Linked DNA regions of Mus musculus: region 1 is linked to region 2. A link is a contact called in public promoter capture Hi-C data. All regions are on one chromosome and are shown on one strand. Each heading gives the region's core, a stretch centred on a gene start, on an enhancer-like site or on the middle of the called end of the contact. The rest is flanking DNA. Distances are from core to core; before and after follow the strand shown.

What was found. Promoter capture Hi-C pulls out the DNA fragments that hold promoters and counts their contacts.
Region 1: a contact with region 2 is called in a promoter capture Hi-C map of embryonic stem cells. The contact joins the promoter of Pld2 here to the promoter of Acap1 in region 2. A contact is called at or near these places in 4 of 39 promoter capture datasets (embryonic stem cells, liver and pre-B cells) and 1 of 9 other capture datasets (pancreatic islet).

The regions. Positions count from the first base shown.
Region 1 is chr11:70,538,880-70,544,911 of GRCm38.p6, reverse strand. It overlaps Pld2 (phospholipase D2), which reads right to left and starts at 4,640. Exons shown (of 25, transcript NM_008876.3): 1 at 4,298-4,640; 2 at 3,958-4,067; 3 at 3,719-3,849; 4 at 3,473-3,615; 5 at 2,992-3,097; 6 at 2,846-2,911; 7 at 2,270-2,328; 8 at 2,059-2,151; 9 at 1,817-1,969; 10 at 635-784. The coding sequence starts at 4,066.
Region 2 is chr11:69,893,707-69,899,395 of GRCm38.p6, reverse strand. Acap1 (ArfGAP with coiled-coil, ankyrin repeat and PH domains 1) reads left to right here and starts at 3,857. Exons shown (of 22, transcript NM_153788.3): 1 at 3,857-4,110; 2 at 4,739-4,796. The coding sequence starts at 4,058. 2810408A11Rik (RIKEN cDNA 2810408A11 gene) reads left to right here. Exons shown (of 9, transcript NM_001382461.1): 4 at 109-197; 5 at 304-549; 6 at 986-1,144; 7 at 1,246-1,293; 8 at 1,642-1,785; 9 at 1,904-2,038. The coding sequence ends at 1,962.

The DNA.
Region 1 (6,032 bases), core at 3,391-5,890, 640 kb before region 2:
CTCCTCTGACTGCTCCTTCCCACTCCAACAGTAACCAGTCCTCTTCTTCACCAACACTGCATGCTTCTGTGTCCTCCTCCGCCTGGACCACTCTTCTCCATTTTCGTTATCTTTCTAAAGGAACCTCAGAGCTTCGCCTTCTGGAAGTCTGTCCTGACCTGCTCCCTGGGATAGGTGGCCCCTCTGTGCACCCCTCCCTAAAGCCACCACCAGGGTGTCGAGTTCACACTGTTCTATAATTAGATCACCTCCCTCTCTAAACCAGAGAAGCCTGTGTCTTAATGCCCTACCGGACGGAGCACATAGCAGGTGCTTAAGATTCAAATGCATACTAAAAATTTAAATGATAGACCAAATCAAAAAGACTCGGGGATCCCCTCAACAGAGGCTCCCTGTGGGTGAAATGTTCATAAGACTCAGGAATGTAAGAGAACACAGAAGATGGCCAAGTTAGGAGGTCCTCAAAAAGCAGACAAATCAAAGTGGTTAGCGAGGTTATGGGGTCAGGGAGATGAGAGATAAAGAAGTAGGGTCATGAGGTCTGAGGAGATAAACGGGAGGATGAGGAACTCAGAGAATAGCCAAGGAGGCGAGAAAGCCACATAGAAGTTCAGAAGGGACAGCAAGGTCTCACCACCGGGCCAGGGTGCCGGGCCGGGGTGGGGCATAGCTGTCATGCTGATGTAGCTGTAGAAAATCTCTGCCCGAACCCTGTGCCAGCTCCGTGATCTCCTGGCCCCACCACCGTGCCTGCCGGTAGCTGCTGCATTTGAGAATCAGGGACCTGGGCAGAAATAAAAAGTTGTACCACTAATCCCTGTCCTTCATGCCTACACTCTTGCCTAGAGACCTCCCCTTTTGGCTACTACCTTTGCTTACTTCTTCCATTAACTTCTAAGCTAGAATCCATGGACATAGTGAATGTATCTGCTTTATTCCGAGTTGCATTCCCAGTGACCAATACTGTATTAGAAACTCATTATTGTTGAATGAACAAATAGAGTTTCATTCTCTTCCCTTCTCTCTCTCCCTCCCTTCCTCCTTCCATCTCTCCCTTCTTACCTCCCCAACCCCACCTTCAACAGAGTTTCTCTGTGTACAGCCCTGGTTGTCCTGGAACTCACTCTATAGACAAGGCTTGCCTTGAATTCACAGTGATCTGCCTGCCTCTGCCTCCTGAGCGCTGGGATTAAAGACGTGCACCACTACCATCAGGCCTCTTCATTTTAAGAGAGTTTCACTATAGAGTTGTCAAGCCTACAAAGCCATTCCTCCCAGCCCAGCCTCCCAAAGGGCTGGGATTACAGGTATGCAGGGCCGTGTTCTGCTTCTTTCCTCTCCTTTAAGTTTTAGTGTGTGTGTGTGTGTGTGTGTGTGTGTGTGTGTGTGTGTGTGTGAATGTGTGTGCGTGCATGTGCACGTGCCCAGGTGTAAGTAAAGATGTCCACAGAAACCAAAAGAGGGCATCAGCCTCCCTAGAGCTGGAGTTACAGGTGGGTATAAGCCATCCCATGTGTGTGCAGGGAATGGAACACAGTCAGGGCTTCCGCAAGAGCGCTACTCATTCTTTTCTCTCCAGCATCCGCCCCCTTTTTTCTAAACTGGAAGACTACCCTGTCCTCATTTATTCCAAGCGCCTGTGCTATAAGCTTTTACTCTAGGAGTATCCTAAATATGTGAGTAGATTAATTCCCTTACTCAAAGCTCTGGCCGGGCCAGGGCACAGAGGATTGAAGAGCCTCCCTTTTCCCCCATGGTCTCTCCTGCTCAGCTCCCCTTAGGACCACAGGCTACTCTCATAGCCAGGAAGCCTCACCTGTGGGAGGTGTCGATCCTCACCCCATACCGCGTCTCTGTGCTCCTTTTTCCGACCTGGACCTCAAAGCCAGGGTCAAAAAGCTGAACAAATGAGATGGCGCCGGTCTCCGGGCGCATGTACAGCAGGAAGGAGTCCTTCACCACCAGCCACCTGGAGCGGAAGGGCCGTGTGGTATCATCCAGGTCCTCCAGGTCTCCCTCTTCCTGCCCACTGATGCCTTAGCTCCAGCCCTTGCTCACCTCTTGGACCATCGATAACAAACTTGGTCTCGGCCACAGAAGGTGAAGCCGGGAACTCGATGCCCGCCCGAGCGCTTCCGGATCACCCCTTCCCTACAGGGACAAGCAAGATCATTGGGGACCCTAGGCACACTGTACCGAGTTTTATTTTCAAGCAGGAAGATGGAGACTTATGCCTGCTGAAGGCTGGGTAAGGAGTTCCCACACTCACAGTCCTTTGGAGCCAAGGTCTGGGATAAAGGAAAGTTGACTGACTTCCAGAAATTCTGTCTGCAGAGGAAGAAATAAGTTTAGGGGGAGACTTGGCTTTCAGCCTCCCCTGCCCTACTAACTCTGCACCCTTTGTCCCCTGGGGATCTGATGATCCTCATCTACTTCAAAAAACACAAGCATCCTAGGGTATGTTGGCACACACCTAATACCAGCACTTGGGAGCAGAGGCAGGTGTATCTAGGTCAGTTCAAGGCTAGCCTGGTCTACACAGAAAGTTTAAGGCTAGCCCAGGTTTTACAGTAAGACCCTGTTTTGTTTTGTTGTTAAGAATAAAAACAGGTGGGCTAGAGAGATGGCTCAGCAGTTAAGAGCACTGACTGCTCTTCCAGAGATCCTGAGTTCAAATCCCAGCAACCACATGGTGGCTCACAACCATCCCTAATGAGATCTGAAGCCCTCTTCTGGAGTGTCTGAAGACAGCTACAGTGTACTTACATATAATAAATAAATCTTTAATTAAAAAATAAAAACAGGAGGGAGAGAGAAGGATCCACCCAGGCATCCAGGACCTTACCATGGCGTGGTAATTGCGATAGAAAGACATGGTCAGGAGGCGGTTGAGGTAATTTTCCAAGTATTTCTGAAGGGAGACGGAAAAGAAACAGATGTAGCCAGAACCTTTTGCATACTGCACACCTTGCTACAGGACCTGCTGCATACCTGTTTGCTGGCTGTGTGTCTGGCAGAGCCCTCAGAACCTCCTCGGGGTAGGGAGGGTATATCCTCGGCGGCTGCCTCTCGGGCTGGAGAATGGGTCACAGCAAAGCTACAGAGATGAGAGAAGACTCAAGAAGGAGCTGGAGACGGGGCCTTGGAGGAAGAAAGGCTAGCAGAAGAAAGAAAGAAAGAAGAAAGGCAGAAGAAAGAAAGGGTCTCTGTCCTGGGAATGGAGACAACTGGGAGGAGGGGGTTGCTAAGGACAATTCTGGGCATCCAGCCTGGCTAAAATATTGGCACAGTACTATGGAGGAGATCCAAGCAGGGAAAGTTTCCTGGGAACCAGGGACAAGGGAGGGGGCACGGCACAGAGCTGAGGAAGGAAAATGCCCAGGGGATAAGAGTCAGACAGACAGGAGTGAGTGAGGCTGCCATGGGGTGAGAAGTACCTGCCTTTCACGGGAAGCAACCGAGTTCTACTCACCGAGCCAAAGGGAGCAGACTCATCAAGACTTTGTGTCTCTGGAGGTCCCGATGCAGCTCCTGAAAGTGTCGGAACTTCTTCTTGGTTGTCCAGGTAAAGTCACCATGCGTCAAGCGAACAGAATATAGAGTACAGGTTCCCACCTGGGGATATGAAAATCTAAAATATGTCTTCTGGCCCAACCCAGGCCTCCACTTGGGCCAGGACTCCCTCTCTCGCCTTCCCTGGTATCCGCTGGTGACTGACCTTGGATCCGCTGGTGTATCTTTCGGTGCCCACCACCTGGGCTATAACAGGGACCCCAGGGGCGAACACCAAGGGGTGTGCTTTCAGAGGCTGAAGGTCATAGATGGCCAGATAGGGATGCATTCGATCAGCTGGGAGGGGAAAAAAGCAAAACAAAAACAAAACAACCCAAGGGTGTAAAGATCTCAGGAGGCCTCAGATCCCTATCTCCCCTCTCTGGGAGCCATCTCCCTCTATACCTGGATCCTCTCCTTCCCTCAGAGTGTCAACCTCATCTGGCTCCATGTGCAACTGGCTGGAGTTCAGATAGTCCCCATAGGGAAAGAGGTTCTTCTGGGTTACAGTCATCCTAGGAATATGAGGAAGCCTCAGGAAGGGACTCGCCCTACAGAAACACCCCTTCCCCATCCAACGCCCCCGGTCGGTCCTCTCCCGTCTTACTCAGTGACTCTCAACGTCTAGGGTTGTAGACCGACGCCCCTCTAACACCCACCCCTGCAACCTCCATTCCCTCCCCCAGCCTTCAACCAGAGCCTCTCAGCCCCGCTTCTCATTCCAAATTCAGGTCCAAAAAAGCACCTAGCTAAGGTGGGATGGCCTCGAACTGGGGCGAGGTTAAGTCCAAGGGAGGAGCCCTGGTGACAGCGAGGCTCGAAGTCAGGTCAGACTGGCTGGAAGCAAGGGTCCGGGCGGGAATGAGGAAGTTGCGCGCTCCCCGCCCAGGAGAGAGATCCCGAAATCTGGACGAGCGGCTGAGTCAGAAGGCCGTTGCAGCTCCAGCCCGACAGCGTCCCCGCCCGGTTCCCGGGGCTCCGGACCTCAGCCGCGCCACGTCCCGGGCCCCCGCACCCTGGATGCGGACCCCGGCGCCCGTGCGGGTTCGCAAGCAGGCAGAACTCAGCCAGGAGCCTACACCCCAGAGGGCCGGGGCGGGGCCGGGGTTCAGAGCCTGCCCTCGGGGGGCGGGAAGGCCCCCAGGGCTCACCTCCACGACTGTCGCGTCGACTGGGTCCCGCCCCCGCCGTCCTCTGCCCGCCCTGCGTTAGAGACGCCCGGGCCCGGGCCGCCCACTCCGGAGGCCGCCCACTCCCCAGGGCTGTCTTCTTCCTCCAGCTGCCCTCGGGGCACCTGCTGGCTATGTCCAGCACCCCCCAGTGTGCGATCCACGTAGTGCACATTCCTCTACTGCGCGCGCGCGCGCGCGCGGCCATTGGGTAGTCTGGTCCCCAGCACTGCCTGGAATCCGGGCAGAACGGCCTGGGTTGCGAGGACCTGCAGATGTCCCCTTGGTGGGCCCGGTACAGATAGCCTTTGTTGATGGAAGGTAATAAGAGCATAAAAAGCCGAGTGACTGCCAAGTTCGTTGCTGTATGAGAAATCGCATTCTTCATTCTTGAAACGCTCTTTTAACGCAGGAGTGATTAGCCCGACACTGAGCGACAATAACAGACCAATTTCGGAACCTGGAACCTAATCGCCTGTAAATTTCAGTCTGGAAAAAACTTTTTTTCCCCAGATCCTAAAGGCTGTCCTTTTTTTCCCTTCCAAATTTCCGCTGAATCATCATTTGAATTGTTTTAGGTTTTGTTCACTGGAAATGAACCTCCAATAAACATTTATGTGCCAGTCATTTTTGTGGACTTATTATTTTAATTCCTCTTCTGTAAACAACTAGAGTGGAACTACTGGGTCATATAAGTGTATGTTTAACTTACTGTTTGCTGTCGAGGTCTGGGCTTGGCAGTTTGTAGCTCAGCAGCACAGAGAATTGGAGAGAGTATTGTGAAGCTTGGGCATTGAGACCAGCTGAGGCTACACAGCAAAACACTGCTGAAAAAACAAACCCCGGGGCTGGAGAGATGGCTCTGTGCATGAGCTGAGGACCTGAGTCTGATTCCTAGCACCCACATGGCTGCTCACCAAGCAGTCCCCAGGGGATCTGATGTTCTCTTCTTGCCTCTGTGGCCACTGCACACACAAAACATTTATACACACAAAGCCAAAATAGAGAAAACAATTAAATACAAAAACTTTCCAAAATGGCTCTTCTATTTTATATTTCTAAAAACCAGTGTATGGTACTTCTGTTGTAGCTGCTCCATAGCACGGTGCACATTCAATTCCATAGATCCTTCCTGTTATCCATTAGAGTGGTCTGAAAGGTTTACCACTGCAGTCTTAATTGTACATCTCTGAATATTAACAGCGTTAACTGTATTTCCTATTGTCTTAGTTAGGGTTTTACTGCTGTGAACAGACACCATGAAAGGCAACCCTCATAAGGACAACATTTAATTGGGGCTGGCTTACAGGT
Region 2 (5,689 bases), core at 2,608-5,107:
TAACCAAAGCTGATCTAGGCAATCAGCAGCTTGGTCCCCACCCAACACCTACCCCCACCATCATTTTTTTTCCCTTCTGTACCCCCAACTAGTCTCCCTCCCCTTCAGGTTTGCCACAATGGACAATTTCCTCCCCAAGGTCCTCCAGTACGGAGACAACAAAAACTCAAAGGACACAGACAACTTTGCCAAGACATGTATGTGAGACGTGGGGTGGGTCTCGATGGACAGGGGAGCTTGGGTGGGGGGCAGCCCTTCTGTGAAGACCTTGGGGGAAAGCTAAGCTTTCACGCTGGCCCACAGACTCCAGTGATTTTGACAAGCACCGAAAGATACACTACAGTGAAGGGAAGTTCCTAAAGTCCCCAAAAAACCTGCCCACTGAGGAAGAGAGCATTGGGGCTAGTGCCAGCATCAGCAGCAGTAATCAAGCTGTGGCGACAGACCTGAAGCCTAGGCCTGTGGAGAAAGGCTGGGCAGGAAGACTGGCCACAGGAGTCAAAAATGACACTGTCCTGATGACTGATAGCCATGTCTTAAGCACCAACGGTTAGTGACAGGGGCCTCCTGGGGCTGCAGAGTGGAGACAAGAGACTCTTCCAGAGCCCAGATCTCCTTGAAATTTACATGTTTTCAAATCTGTTCTCTTTGGCTCTCTGCTCCTCACATCTCTGCTGTATTCTGATTTATTCAGAGAGCATTGGCCTACAGTCTTGCTCGTCTGACAGAGAGGCAGTGACTGGAGGGGACGCTAGGGAAGGAATGGGAACAACTGGAGCTGAGTCTCCACTGGGGGGGGGGGGGCCTCCAGAGACAAACTGAACAGAGAGATTAAGAGAACCCTTGGGGGATGGGGGTTCACTGAAGGCTTTTTAACATGGGGGAGGGGTGTTAGATGAGAACTTAAACTCTAATCCGGTAGTGGCCTGACTCAAAGGCAGAGCAGGTGGCCACAGGCTCAAGATTGTCTGGGGTACTTTTTCAGATTCTGCTACCTATAGAAACCAGTTCCCATCAGCCTCAGACTCTTCCATGGGGCAGCTGGCTAATCTACAGCGCAAGGAATACTACAGCAAAGGAAGGTATCTGAGGTCCGGCTCCCGCCCAGAGCTCGGAGAGGATATAGAAGATGAAGAACAGGATAGTGAGAGACTGGGGAGGATGGCCTGGGGAGGATGGCCCGGGGAGGACAGCCTGGGGGGTGGGGTGGGAGGACGGAACAAACTGTCCTCCTGTTACTTCCAGGTCCTTCAGGTTTGACCTGGGTTACTGAGAATCCGAAAGGCACTCCAGGTACTGTTGGAAGCGTCTTTGGGTATGACAAAACCATTTAGCGCTTTCTGAGCATAACCCTAACTCTAGTGCAACCTGGCAAGGGCACCATCTCTCTAGGCCTGGCTCTTAACAAGCTCCCATCTCCCACCCTCCCAATCCCTTTTAAGTCAGTGCATCAGCCACAGGCAGTAAAAGAGGTCTTAAACATCCTGGCGTTGATTGACTACATTATAGAGACCAGGTCCGAGTGATGCTCAGAGGGGTTGAGATCCCCTCCAGCCTAGCATCAGCCAAGGGCTCCATGCCTCCTCCTTGACTCCCCTCTGCCACCCCACCCCTCTCTAGTTAGTACTATGTCCTTCACAGTCAATGGGTCACAGGTGACGCCCAACTGTTGGGCTAAGGGGCCAAGGTGCCGAAGTCCAGGGAGCTCAGAAAAGGAACATGGAAGTAACCAGAACCCTCCAAGCTGGAATGGGCGCAGACGTGAGCCTGGGCCAAGGCAAGGGGGTAACTTGCACTGCCCAGGGAGGCAGAGGGGTTAAGTGGGTAGGTTCTAGAGATTTGTGGGTCACATGGACAAGAGCGTACCCCTGCTGCAAGAAAGCCTAACCTTTTCTTTCTCTAGATGAAAGCTTGCGGCTCCAGTGGACTCAGAAAAAAGAACGTAGACCTTGGAAAATGTAGTCAACGAGGAGTGGGGTGAGGGTTGCCTTCCCTGTCTCCACTCTAATGGACAATAAAGAGAACATCAGGAATCTGAGTGCTGGGAGCTGCGTGTCCAGACTGGGCCTGCTCTGGGAGCCCAGGAGAGCGGGAGGGATGTCCAGACACAATAACCCGGGAAGGCAAAGCAAGAGGAGGAACAGAGCAACCCAAGGAACTGTGCTCCTGGGAGCAAGCACTTAGGGGCTAAAGTAGCAAGGTCACAAAATCAAGCACAGTCTGTTCTACGAAGTGAGAGCCTGCTTCAGAACACAAAACAAAACCAGGGCTTTAAAAACTCACTATTGCCCGACGTGGTGGCACACGCCTTTAATCCCAGCACTTGGGAGGCAGAGGCAGGCAGATTTCTGAGTTCGAGGCCAGCCTGGTCTACAGAGTGAGTTCCAGGACAGCCAGGGCTACACAGAGAAACCCTGTCTCAGAAACAAAAAAAAAAAAAAAAAAAAAAAAGAAAGAAAAAGCCAACAACAACAACAAATAAAAACTCACTGTTGGTTTATTTGGTTAACATGGTACACCTGTGGAGGTCCGAGGTTAGAGGAACTTTCCATAATAAGTTCTGCTAGGGTTTCTGGGGTCAAACTTGGGTTGTCAGACTGGATGTGTGAAAAACACTTTTACACAGTGGGCCACTTTGCTGGTCCCAAAACCTAGGGTCTTGAAAAGGCCCAACCTTGCAGCAGAATGTCCATGTCTGATAGAATCAGCATACTGTACATTTATTAACACCATCTTTGAGGCAGGGTGTACTGGCTGGTTTTGTGTGTCAACTTGACACAAGCTGGAGTTATCACACAGAAAGGAGCCTCCCTTGAGGAAATGCCTCCATGAGATCTGGAGAATCCATGTAAGGTATTTTCTCAATTAGTGATCAAGGGGGTAATGGCCCATTGTGGGTAGTGTCATCCTGGGCTGGTAGTCCTGGGTTCCATAAGAAACCAAGCTGAGGGGTTGGGGAGATGGCTCAGTGGTTAAGAGCACTGTCTGTTCTTCCAGAGGTCCTGAGTTCAATTCCCAGCAACCACATGGTGGCTCACAGCCATCTGTAATGGCATCTGACACCTTCTTCTGTTGTGTCTGAAGGCAGCTACAGTGTACTTATATATAATAAATAAATTTTAAAAAGAAAGAAAGAAGGAAACCAAGCTGAGCAAGCCAGGGGAAGCAAGCCAGTAAGTAACATCCCTCCATGGCCTCTGCATCAGCTCCTGCTTCCTGACCTGCTTGAGTTTTAGTCCTGACTTCCTTTGGTGATGAATAGCAGTGTGGAAGTGTAAGCTGAACAAACCCTTTCCTCCCCAATTTGCTTTTGTGCAAGAATTGAAACCCTGACAAAGACACAGGATTTCTCTGTGTAGACCTGGCTGTCCTGGAGCTCACTCTGGACCAGCTGGCCTCAGACTCAGAGATCCACCCACTGAGTGCTTGGATGAAAGGCGTGCGCTGCCCCTCGCTTTTTTGTCTCCCAGATGAGGGAACTGAAGGGTCAGAGAACTTGTTCAGTGTCACACTGGTTTTTGTGTAGACAGGGTCTCGCTGTGTAGCCCTGGCAGGCCTGTGACTTGCTCTGTAGATCACACTGGCCTTGATCTCACAGAGATCTGCCTGTCTCTGCTGTAATTAAAGGCATGTAGCACTATGCCCAACTAATCACACAAAGTCTTAAGTGACAGAGACAGATTTGACTCTAGACCATCATTTCCCCCTCAAAAAATTTATTCACCAATGGAGAAAGCAGCAGAGAAAGACCAGTGTCCCAGATGGAAGGTGACAGCAGGCAGTCTCTGGGGGAGGGACTGTGGTTTCTGTGATCTCAGCACCCCCCTCCGCCCAGGCCCCACCCCTACCCCTCCCAGAGCTGCCTAGAAGTGGTGGGGTTAGAGCTCCTCCTGGGTTACCCCGTTCCCTTTGGGGAAAGAATTCCAGACCCAGGCTCTTCCTACCAGAGGATTCTTCTCCATTAATACCCCTCTTGGGGGGTGGGGAGTGCATCTGCCTACATCCCCACCTACCTGACCTCCAGGGCCCCCCAGGCCCCCAAAGCAAGTCATCTGAGATGACGGTCAAGCTAGATTTTGAAGAATGTCTCAAGGACTCACCCCGCTTCCGGTAAGTGTGTGCAGGTCCATGAGACTAAGGAGGGGAAGGAAGGCCCAATAGGTCCCAACACCCACCCACCCACCCCCAGCATTCCCCAGGCAGGACCAACCTTAGAGCCTAGGCCACAGGGACCAGAGGGAACTGGTGGGACCTAGTGCCTCTACCACTCAAGCCAGGCTCTCAAATCAGGCATGGAACCCCAGCACTTGGGAGGCTGAGGCAGGAAGGTTGTTAAGTGTTCCAGGCTAACCTGGGCTACAGAGTAAAAAAAAAAAAAAAAAAAAAAAAAAAAAACCCTTTAATAACAGAACCTCCATGCTCTCCGAAGCTCACTTTACTCTGCCTTTCTGCCCCTTCTGGTCTTTATAATTGGCATTCCTCCTTCCTTCTCACGGCATCCCCTCCCCCAGCACCTGCCCCGGGGCGGTTAGCAACTTCCTGCCCTGGCCACATCCACCCTCCTACTCTTCCTGCTCTGGTCTGGGTTATTGAAGCTTAGAATGTGCACAGCAGCACAAGAGCAGAAACTGTCTGGACTCTGCTTGGTCTGTGCATACCCATCACCCCATGACGCCAACCCTGCCCCTGATGCTAAGCAGAGGCCCAGTGGACCTAAGTGCTGTCCATTCTTTCCCAGAGCCTCGATTGAACTGGTGGAAACTGAAGTGTCAGAATTGGAGACCCGCCTGGAAAAGGTGACCACGTCATGGAGAAAAGATGCAGAGTCAGATTAAAATAAAAGATTAGAATAAAATTAAAATAAAAGGTCAGGGAGATGGCGGGAGACTGGGAATGCGTTAGAGTCATTGAAAGTTAACTGTGCCTGGCACACACACACACACACAATTATATTTAAAATCTGGATGTTGCTGGGCGTGGTGGCGCACGCCTTTAATCCCAGCACTTGGGAGGCAGAGGCAGGCAGATTTTTGAGTTGGAGGCCAGCCTGGTCTACAAAGTGAGTTCCAGGATAGCCAGGGCTACACAGAGAAACCCTGTCTTGACCCCCCCACCCCAAAATCTGGATGTACTGGCTCATGCCTTTAATCCTAACACTGGTGAAGCTGAAACAGGCAGATCTCTGTGAGTTCTAGGCCAGCTAGGGCTAAAAAAAAAGCTGGGAATGGGGCTGCGTACCCAGATCCCAGCACTTGGGAGGCAGAGGCAGATGAATCTCTTGTGAGTTCTAAGATAGCTTGGTCTGTTTACATAGTAAGTTCTAGGACAGAAGAGAAACCCTGCCTGAAATACATACATATATGTGTGTGTGTGTGTGTGTGTGTGTGTGTGTGTGTGTATGTAAATTATTAACATATTAATATATACTTTTTGAGACAGGGTCACATGTAGTTCAGGCTAGCTTTGAATTTACCTGTAGTTGAGCCTGGTCTTGAATTCCCAATCCTCTGACCTCTATTTCCCCCCTGGAGATGGAATTCATCTTTGTGCATGTTAGACAGGCCGGGTTCCCCCACCAGCTACATCCCCAGAGCAAACACTTCTTAAAACATTATTGATATTATTTCAGTATATATATTTGGCTGTTTTATCTGGGTAAATGTCTGTGAACCATGTCCACACCTAGTGG